Linked DNA regions of Columba livia: region 1 is linked to region 2. A link is a contact called in public Hi-C data. All regions are on one chromosome and are shown on one strand. Each heading gives the region's core, a stretch centred on a gene start, on an enhancer-like site or on the middle of the called end of the contact. The rest is flanking DNA. Distances are from core to core; before and after follow the strand shown.

What was found. Hi-C and Micro-C count contacts between places; a contact is called where the count stands out from the background.
Region 1: a contact with region 2 is called in a Hi-C map of crop, with 4 times the contacts expected there. The contact joins the promoter of BABAM2 here to the enhancer-like site in region 2. A contact is called at or near these places in 2 of 2 Hi-C or Micro-C datasets (crop and liver).

Annotation. Positions count from the first base shown.
Region 1 is chr3:90,905,155-90,909,160 of bColLiv1.pat.W.v2, reverse strand. It overlaps BABAM2 (BRISC and BRCA1 A complex member 2), which reads right to left and starts at 1,768. Exons shown (of 12, transcript XM_065058171.1): 1 at 1,619-1,768. RBKS (ribokinase) reads left to right here and starts at 169. Exons shown (of 8, transcript XM_021289484.2): 1 at 169-371. The coding sequence starts at 337.
Region 2 is chr3:90,795,361-90,799,353 of bColLiv1.pat.W.v2, reverse strand. No RefSeq gene overlaps it. Among named protein-coding and RNA genes, the nearest start is that of TRNASTOP-UCA, 4.8 kb to the left of the region's middle. Within about 2 kb of position 2,198, at least 1 of the 3 cell types and tissues checked has an H3K27ac peak away from gene starts, as active enhancers do.

The DNA.
Region 1 (4,006 bases), core at 519-3,018, 110 kb before region 2:
TTACAAACTACAACAAAACCAGTGCCATTTTAGTAAGTTTCAGTTGTCATATACACAGTTCTTTTTCCCCACCTTAATTTTCCCACAGTACTGGAAACAGAACACGAACAAACTCAAGGGAATTAACAAAAACAAAATTCACTAGACCGTTTCCCTCCCAAACCAAAACATTTGAAAGAAGTAAACAAACTAATGGTTGAATCCTTTTATATTTTAGATATCGTTCAGGCAAAGGTAGCATATGCTTCACAGACTTCATGGTAACCATAAAATCCCAGGCACCGCTTTGAGCACTAGCGTTCGGACCTGTGGTACTCTGCTCCCCCAGCATCGCGAATGACACTATGGGCACGGAGTGAACCTCTAAGAAGGTAAATATTGTGACAGAGGCTTTGAAGCGTGAGGGAAACTTTCCCGCCTAACCTTCTCGGGCGGGCTGTCGGCAACTTGGTTTTGTGGCTTTTACTTTGAGGGCCGCTGCAAGGGGGGTCTGGCTATGGGGAGAAGTGGGGACCTACACCCACCTCCTGCTACCGTGCCCAACCGCTCCCCCACCTGCCAGCCCGCAACACGACCAGTAACGTGCGCCAGCGGAGCGCCGGGTGAAGCCCCAGCTCCCCGGGCCGGTCCCGGCTCCCCCCGAGCCGGGCCCCGTTGGTCGGGTCGCCGCCCGCCCCTCGTGAGGCTCGCTGGGCCACGTGCCGGCGCGAGGAGCGGGGCCGCCAGCCCAGGCGCTGCGGGCTGTGCTGAGCTGTGCTGAGCTGTGCTGAGCCGTGCGGAGCTGAGCCGTGCGGAGCCGCCCCGGCGGCGGCGCCCGGGAGCGGGGCAGGCCACCGCCGGGCGGTGCTAAGGCCGGCCGTCGCCCTGGGCCGCACCGGCCCCCGCGCCGCCTCCTGGCCAGCTCCTCCCAGGCCGGGCCCGCCGCCTCCGGCACCCCCCCGGCCACAAGAGCCTCGAGGCTGGCGGAGGGAGCAGGGGCCGGTGCCGGGGCATAAGCAAGCCAGCCAGCCAGCCAGCCCGCCCGCCCGCCCGCCCGATCTGCCGCCCCCGCACCGCTCCCCCGTGGCTGGTAGGGGCGCTGCTCCCGCCCGCTCCTCCCCGTCCCGGGCCCCGCCATACCTACGGCGGCCGGAACACAGCCCCTTAGCAACGGCCGCGGCCACGCGCCAGTCCCGGCCACCCGCTCCCGCCCCACCGCGCGGCGTGCGCGCCTCCGCTCCCCGGGACGGAGGGGGTCTTCACCGGCCTCGATATTGGCGGCCGCCGCAGTGCCTGGGCAGACGGTCTCGCCGCGCAGGCGTGGGGCGGCGGTTTCTTCGCGACCGGAGCGGGGCGTGGGACAGGGCGAGGAGGGGAGGGGGCGGCCTTGCCAGCAGGCGTTCGCCAAGGGCAGCCCTCCCGGCCGAAGGCCCCTGCGGGCCATCCGCCGCCACCACCTCCCCCGCCCGTCGCCCCTGGCAACGGGCGAAGCCGCTGGGGCGGCGGGGCCTGGCGCGGAGGCCGAGTCCAGGGTCCAAGGCCCGGGCGGCGGCTTGGCCGGGCAGCCGGGTCTGCGGCTGCCGCTTCCCCTGGCGCCATGGCCGCTGAAGTGGTGGTTGTAGGATCCTGTATGACCGACCTGGTCAGGTTAGTACCGGGAGTACTCCCGCAGACCCCTGGACGGAGAAGCCCCGAGGTCAGGGGAGCGCAGGGCGTCACGCTGCCGGGGGCACAGCAGCGGCTCTCTGTGCCTCCCAAGGGCAGGCCGGGCCGGGTACACCCCACCCCTCTTGCCCTGGGCCGAGAACAGAGAGTGTCACGTCTCCCTCCAGGCCGGGACAGGAGAAGTGGGGCCGGCGCCAGGTTTGGCGGCGCAGAGCTCCGGGCAGAGGGAAGGGAGGCGAGGAGCCGAGCGCGGCTGGCTGCGGCACGGCAGCGGCGGAGCTGCCGCTGGGGGCGGCTGGGCCCGGGTGATGTCAGCCCTGCACAGAACACTTCGAGAGGAGCCTGTGGGAACGGGGAGAAGTTAGGACGTGTTGTCTGCTGGAGCTTTGATCAGCTGTCTGTGACTGCGGGGAGAAGAGAGGCCCGGGTTTGTGTTCTCAGCTGTGCTGGGCGTCTCGGCCTTAGCCTTGCCAGAAATGCAGCGTTTCACAGTGAACTCTGATGCTCTTGATCAGCGGTTTAAAATGATTTTATGAACATAAATAAAGGTGGTCAATTGTAACGCGTGTTCAGTTCAAAGCACTTGTCTACCCTAGAAAAGCGAGAAAGAAGGCTTAATATTGCAAAAAAACACTGAATTTAACTTCGTTAAAAACTAGGTTATAAGTTGCTTACTTGCAGACGGTATTTTACGTGACTCTTTGAAACCAGAGGGAAAGAGAAGGCCTCCCAAGCTATTCATATCCAAAGAGATCAAGAAGTGGAAACAGGAAACCCTCAAAAAATTAGTACCTCAGTACCCAAAAGCTGATTTTTAAATCATTAAATCGTTTTTTAAATTAATGTTTTAATACCTGTTTATTTATTTTGCTTTTAGAATTAGGTGCTTGGGTCTCACTGTCTTCTTTTTTTTTTTTTTTTTGCACATAGGTAAGGTTTGGAAACTTCTTTTAAAAATTAAAGTACAGAAGTTCATGAAAGCTCTTGGTTCCAGCAGCCTGTGTTTTATAGTGAACACCAAATATCAGAAGAATTCAAGCAAAATTGCAAGAGTTGGCGATGATGCAAATGCTAACCTAAACTGGCTGACCTTGTCAGCCCCAGTAAACTTGTAAATCGGTCTTTGATTTGCACTATTTTATACACATCTGTTTTTAAACTTTATATGCAGACTTGGTTAAAATAGGATTTAAAAGTGTATGTATCTGGACTTCATCAATTTGTCCTGCTGGGAATTCTGCAGTGAAAAAAACAATTCCTCAATCTGAATCAGCAGACAATTATATCAAAGCCTGTAGGTCAATAAAGTGTAGAATAAATGATTAGAAGAATATGCTGAGGAGTAAGTACAGTTTAGGCATAGACGTGTTGCAGAAATTATGAAAACCCTTAACTAATCATAGAACCTGTGTCAGAAAGATTTAATGCTTTATGTAATCTGCAGAACACCGTGGCAGCTTTCCAAGAAGAATAGTTGTCTTGTAAGTCAGAGTAAGATCTTGTAGAACTGATCTTGACATTATGTGTGAACAAGCTATCAGATGCTTGTGACGTTATACTGAAATATAAAACATAGTGCTCTAACCTCCAGACATTCATTTTTCTGTCTCTCTAAAATGTGGGGGAAAAAAATCATCAAAAAGTTGTCTGCCAGTTGAAGCATTGCTGACAGCTGCAGCTTTGGGCTTTTTCTTGACACTTAAACAAACAAACACAAAAGAAAACTGTAATTTTTTTGGCTGCAAGTGTGATATGATAGAAATACAGGCATTTATTCAAAGCCATATTAACTAGCTGTGCTGTAACCAGAGATTAAACCATGTGTTGTAGCCATAGATGCTGTTACACCTAGATTAAGCAGTTGAAGAAAAGCCATTTCACTTTTCAGGCAGCTGAGAGAGTTTCTTAAATTGCACAAATGCTGTCACAAGGATGTATCTGACTCACCATTATTAGCCTCTACTTTAAGGATCAGTGAGAGGCTTTTTATTAATGATAAGCTAATTTGCTTCGACTGAAAAAGGGCAGCCTCATTCTCTCTGTTACTAGCATGGGACTTCGGGCACTTAATAAAACAAGGAAAAGCGTGTGTTTAAATTTAGCTGGCAAGAGTTTAATCCGACCAAAATCTCTATGTAGTCCCCATGTAGACATAGTTTAAACATATTCTGTGTTGCAAAAATCCTGGTAAAATTAATGTACTATGCTGTAGGCTGGGATGTGCCTAGGTGGAGAGCAAAGCTATGAAACAGGGAACAATAAGCAAGCTTTATTACATGTGGTAAAAACTACCAGATTAGGATTAGGACTGATGCCAGGAGGGTGTCTCTTGACTGTCTTTATATCTGAAATTTAGAGGGGG
Region 2 (3,993 bases), core at 949-3,448:
CTGATCAGAAATAAGTGGGTAGAGCTGGCTGCTGGCTGCAGGTAAGGGCCATCATAGGACTTATAATTAGATTCATACGTCTAACAGAAATGCAAATCCTTCTAGGATTTTCAAAAGCATGTAAATAAGTTAACGGACCTGTTGATTTGAAAGGATCCTCAGCACCTGATTTGCCTTTAAATATTTCTTGGAAATCCTGTAAGCACTTGGCTTCGTCTTCAGACCAAGTGTCTTTGAAAATCTGACCCTTTGCCATTAAAAGTATAGAACAAATTCGGTTTATCAGCTTAATAATGAAAAAGCTTGCTTTCCTCAGTAATGCTCTTAATTAAAGCATTTCTCAGTGTCTTTGGACCTGATTCTCCACCTTATGCAGACAACTACACTATGCCAAATGGGTGCAGAGCACTGCCAATTTAGGTTTGATTCGATGCCCATTCAAGTTATTAGAAATCCTCCCACAGAAATCGATGGGATTTGGTTCGGGCCCCAGAGTCAATAGGGAATTTGGATTTGGCAGTATGTTACGCCCACGCTGCACCAGTATAAGCAAATATTCAAGGTACAAAGCCTTGCAGAATTTGGAAGAGGCTTTGTAAGGGACTCCTGGGGCAAACTGTAGCCTAGGCTATTTAAGCAATTCACACTGCCTAAGACTGTCAGTTGAGGAAGCATTAAAACAAATCAGTCTGAACTTTTCCTGTTCATTTTTATAGCACTCATACTACTTAACAATACACTGGGGTTTGTTTGTTTGTTTGTTTGTTTTTGTTTGGTTGGTTTTTTGTTTGTTTGTTTGTGGGTTTTTTTTGGTCCCAGCCAGGTTGACAGAACACATAATCATCCTTGGTGCTTTGTTCTTTTTGTTCTTACTTCTTTTAACCACCAGAACAAGATTTGTGTCAGAAAGGATAAGCCTAGATCCCTAGTGTATTAATAAATAATTATTTGGTGCAAGGTGGGGGATCAGAAGGGCTCTTATTCTTAGCAGCAGCAATGAAATTTTAGCAGCTGATGACGTCAGTGCTAAAATGTCAGTGTGAAACAGGCTGGAACAAATTAAGGGTGCGGTGTCGTCACTGTGAGAGCCACGCTGCCCTCCGCAGGGACTGTGGTTGGATGCTGCAGATGCAGTTCGGGAGATGAGGGGACAGAGGCTTGTGGGAGCTTCTCAGAAGCCTCCAAAACGCAACAACAATCATTTCAGTACCAGAAAGGTCAAAGAAGATGCCATTTGAACATCCCTAGCCACCTCACGGGGTGAGCTGACAGCAAGGGAAAGGCCATGTCTACGAAACAGATTCCAGGAACTGGTACAAAAAAAAAAAAAGGCCATCTTCTTAGTCACTTCACAAAGTGGGCTAACTCAACCTCTGGTGTCACTCCTGTGACTCAAATCAAAGAGAAATTTGGCCCAAGATGCCTTTTATGAAATGCTGCTTACAAGAGGGTGATGCGCTTGGAGTAGAGGTGGTCCTGAAGATTTTTATTGGTTAACTGTGCTGTTGCATTGAGAGGGTTGCTAGCTGAGAGGTGGCATCTTGGGCTCCTGAAATCTCAGGGTCTCCAACCCTCCTTCTTCTGGGTTTGGCAGATGAATTGGCTTGTCTGCAGGGGTTGTTGGGCTGGGGGACGTGCTGTCGTTGCGGGGTGGTAGGGAGGGTTGCAAGCATCCTGCCTTCCTTCATAGAGCCCTGTGATATTTTGTGCAGAAACACAGGAAAAGCTGAGATTCCCTGGACTGCTGTTTCTAGAACACTAGCACTGGTAACAAAAGTGCTCTGTGTTGTTTCACTCCTTTCTAGAACTGCTGTTCTGGTGGCTATCGGGATGCATGTGGTTACAGCAGACAGAGGAAAATATATTGAGATGTGTGCTTATCTATCAATCGTACCAGCTGCTTCTGGCATGCAGCAACTGGCTGACCACAGTAAGGGAAGGAGGATGTAATCAGTTAGCAAAGGCACTCCTTTCTCAGCAAGGACGATAAGGATTATTGGCAAACCCACAGAGAGTTACGGGAATAGAGGAATTGGTGTGCTGAGGTCACTTCCTATCACTCGGGAGTCCCTGTGCTCGGAGCATTGTGTTTGCTTTCCTGGGACAGATCTTGGGGGCTGTCTGCATTAGTTCAGACATAGAAGTGCACTCGCTTTGTCTCGGCACACAGAAAGCTCACTCAGAGATGTTGCCGTCCTGGTCCCATCCTGGTCTTTTATCTCATTTTCGGGGAAGGATTCAAACTGGCTGTGAGAACAGAGAGTAATTCCTAACCACAGCTGTACACCAACAAAACACCTTGCTGCAGAGATATTTGCAAAACCAGGCATGACTTAATCAATTCAGGGAAGAGGCATATGCCAACAGAAACACTCTTTTGCCAACACAAACCGCGGTGCTGCTAGAGGAGTATCGGCGATTCCACTCTTGTCAGCGTGGGACCTCCGCTGCACTGGTGAGGTGCTGTACAGGCAGGCAGTGCAGGAGGTTCCCAGCCGCTGAGATCACGCAGGGCTTTGCACCTCAGCGCTGAGGTGAGCCCCTGCTCCCTCATCTCAAGAGAATGTAGTGGCCACTTCAGCTGCACCTGTATCAACAAAGAATTTATATAAACTGGAGGTGAGCTTCTGAGAGTGCAGCTGGTTGCTGCTGCAGTCTGTAGATGGGAAAATTGGCCGCCACATTGCATGTGGTCAACTCAAGGCTTGGTGATTCCTCAGGAGTACCTGGTGTCTTCTCAGAGGTCTTGCCAGCCAGCTCAGAGAGGCCTCCTGCTGCAGCCCTGTGAGCAACTAATTGCAGCCTAGCACTGAGGTTAGGAGAATGCTGCTAGATCAAAGCTTCCTGACCAGGAAGGCTGGAGAGCCTGCAGAAGGATAAGGCATATATGATGCCAAAAAAGCAGTGTGTCACCCTGCTGTCAGCACTTCAGATCTAAACATGTAACTGGTAAAAGCAGGGGAGGCAAAAGGTTGAATGCTACCTGTGCTGCATCCCTGCATCCTATTTAGTGCAGATTTACTAGAGCTTTGGGGATATAGGAATTAAATGTCCATGAAAGGAAAAAAAAAAAAATCTACCTTTTCTAGATTTATTGGGTGGAGGTGTGTATGTGAAATTGTTCTTTAATACAAATCCCCGACAGACAGTCATTGGAGACAGAATGACTTTGTTCTGGATATGTTTGTAAATATCTGCCTATATTTTTAAGACTTACCACTGTAGGAGACCCAAGATAATCTGTGATTTCTGCAATCTCATCGGAGAGAGCAAGTGAGTGATTCCACGCGGTAGAGACATACAGCCAATGACTCACAGCCCTGAGTCACAGCATTGGGACACTTCAGCATTCAGAAACACTAGTAGTGACAGAAATCAGGATGATGAGCAAGCAGCTGTTACTCATTCTCAGCTGGACACCGTAAGCATGTTTGTACCAGTCAGTGTGGCTCTGGCTCTTCTTTGTCTCCTCTTGCAGACCTGCAGTCATCTGGATAGCACAGTGACATAGCTCACTTAACATTTGCCTCTGGGCAAGAGATGATCAAGTCTAGTCTCTGGCTCCCAGACTGTCCTGCTTGACTCTGTTAGTCTCAGCATAGAGCTATCATGGCAATTTTCACTTTAGATTACTTCTTTCATCTCTGGAGATCAGCTCACGTTACAAACACAAACGCATTGATCATCACACAGGGTTGGAAAGTATCTGTATCCCTGTTTATAGTGGGGGGGCTGAGGCACCAAGCAGATAGGCAACTTGCTTTTAGTGACAAAGGAGATTTGTAGCAGAGCCAGGGCAAAAACACAGGAGCCTTAACTACCCCTCCTAATCTCTAACCACTGAATCGCATGCTCCTTTGCATTCATCGCTTCCTTGCGAGGTGGCAGTTCGGATGAGAACAAGTGGCCAGGAAGTGACAGTGTTTATTCTGTCTTGGCCTCTTAATGCCTGTGGAACTTTTTTATTGAATTCTTTTCATGGCCATCAGTTTT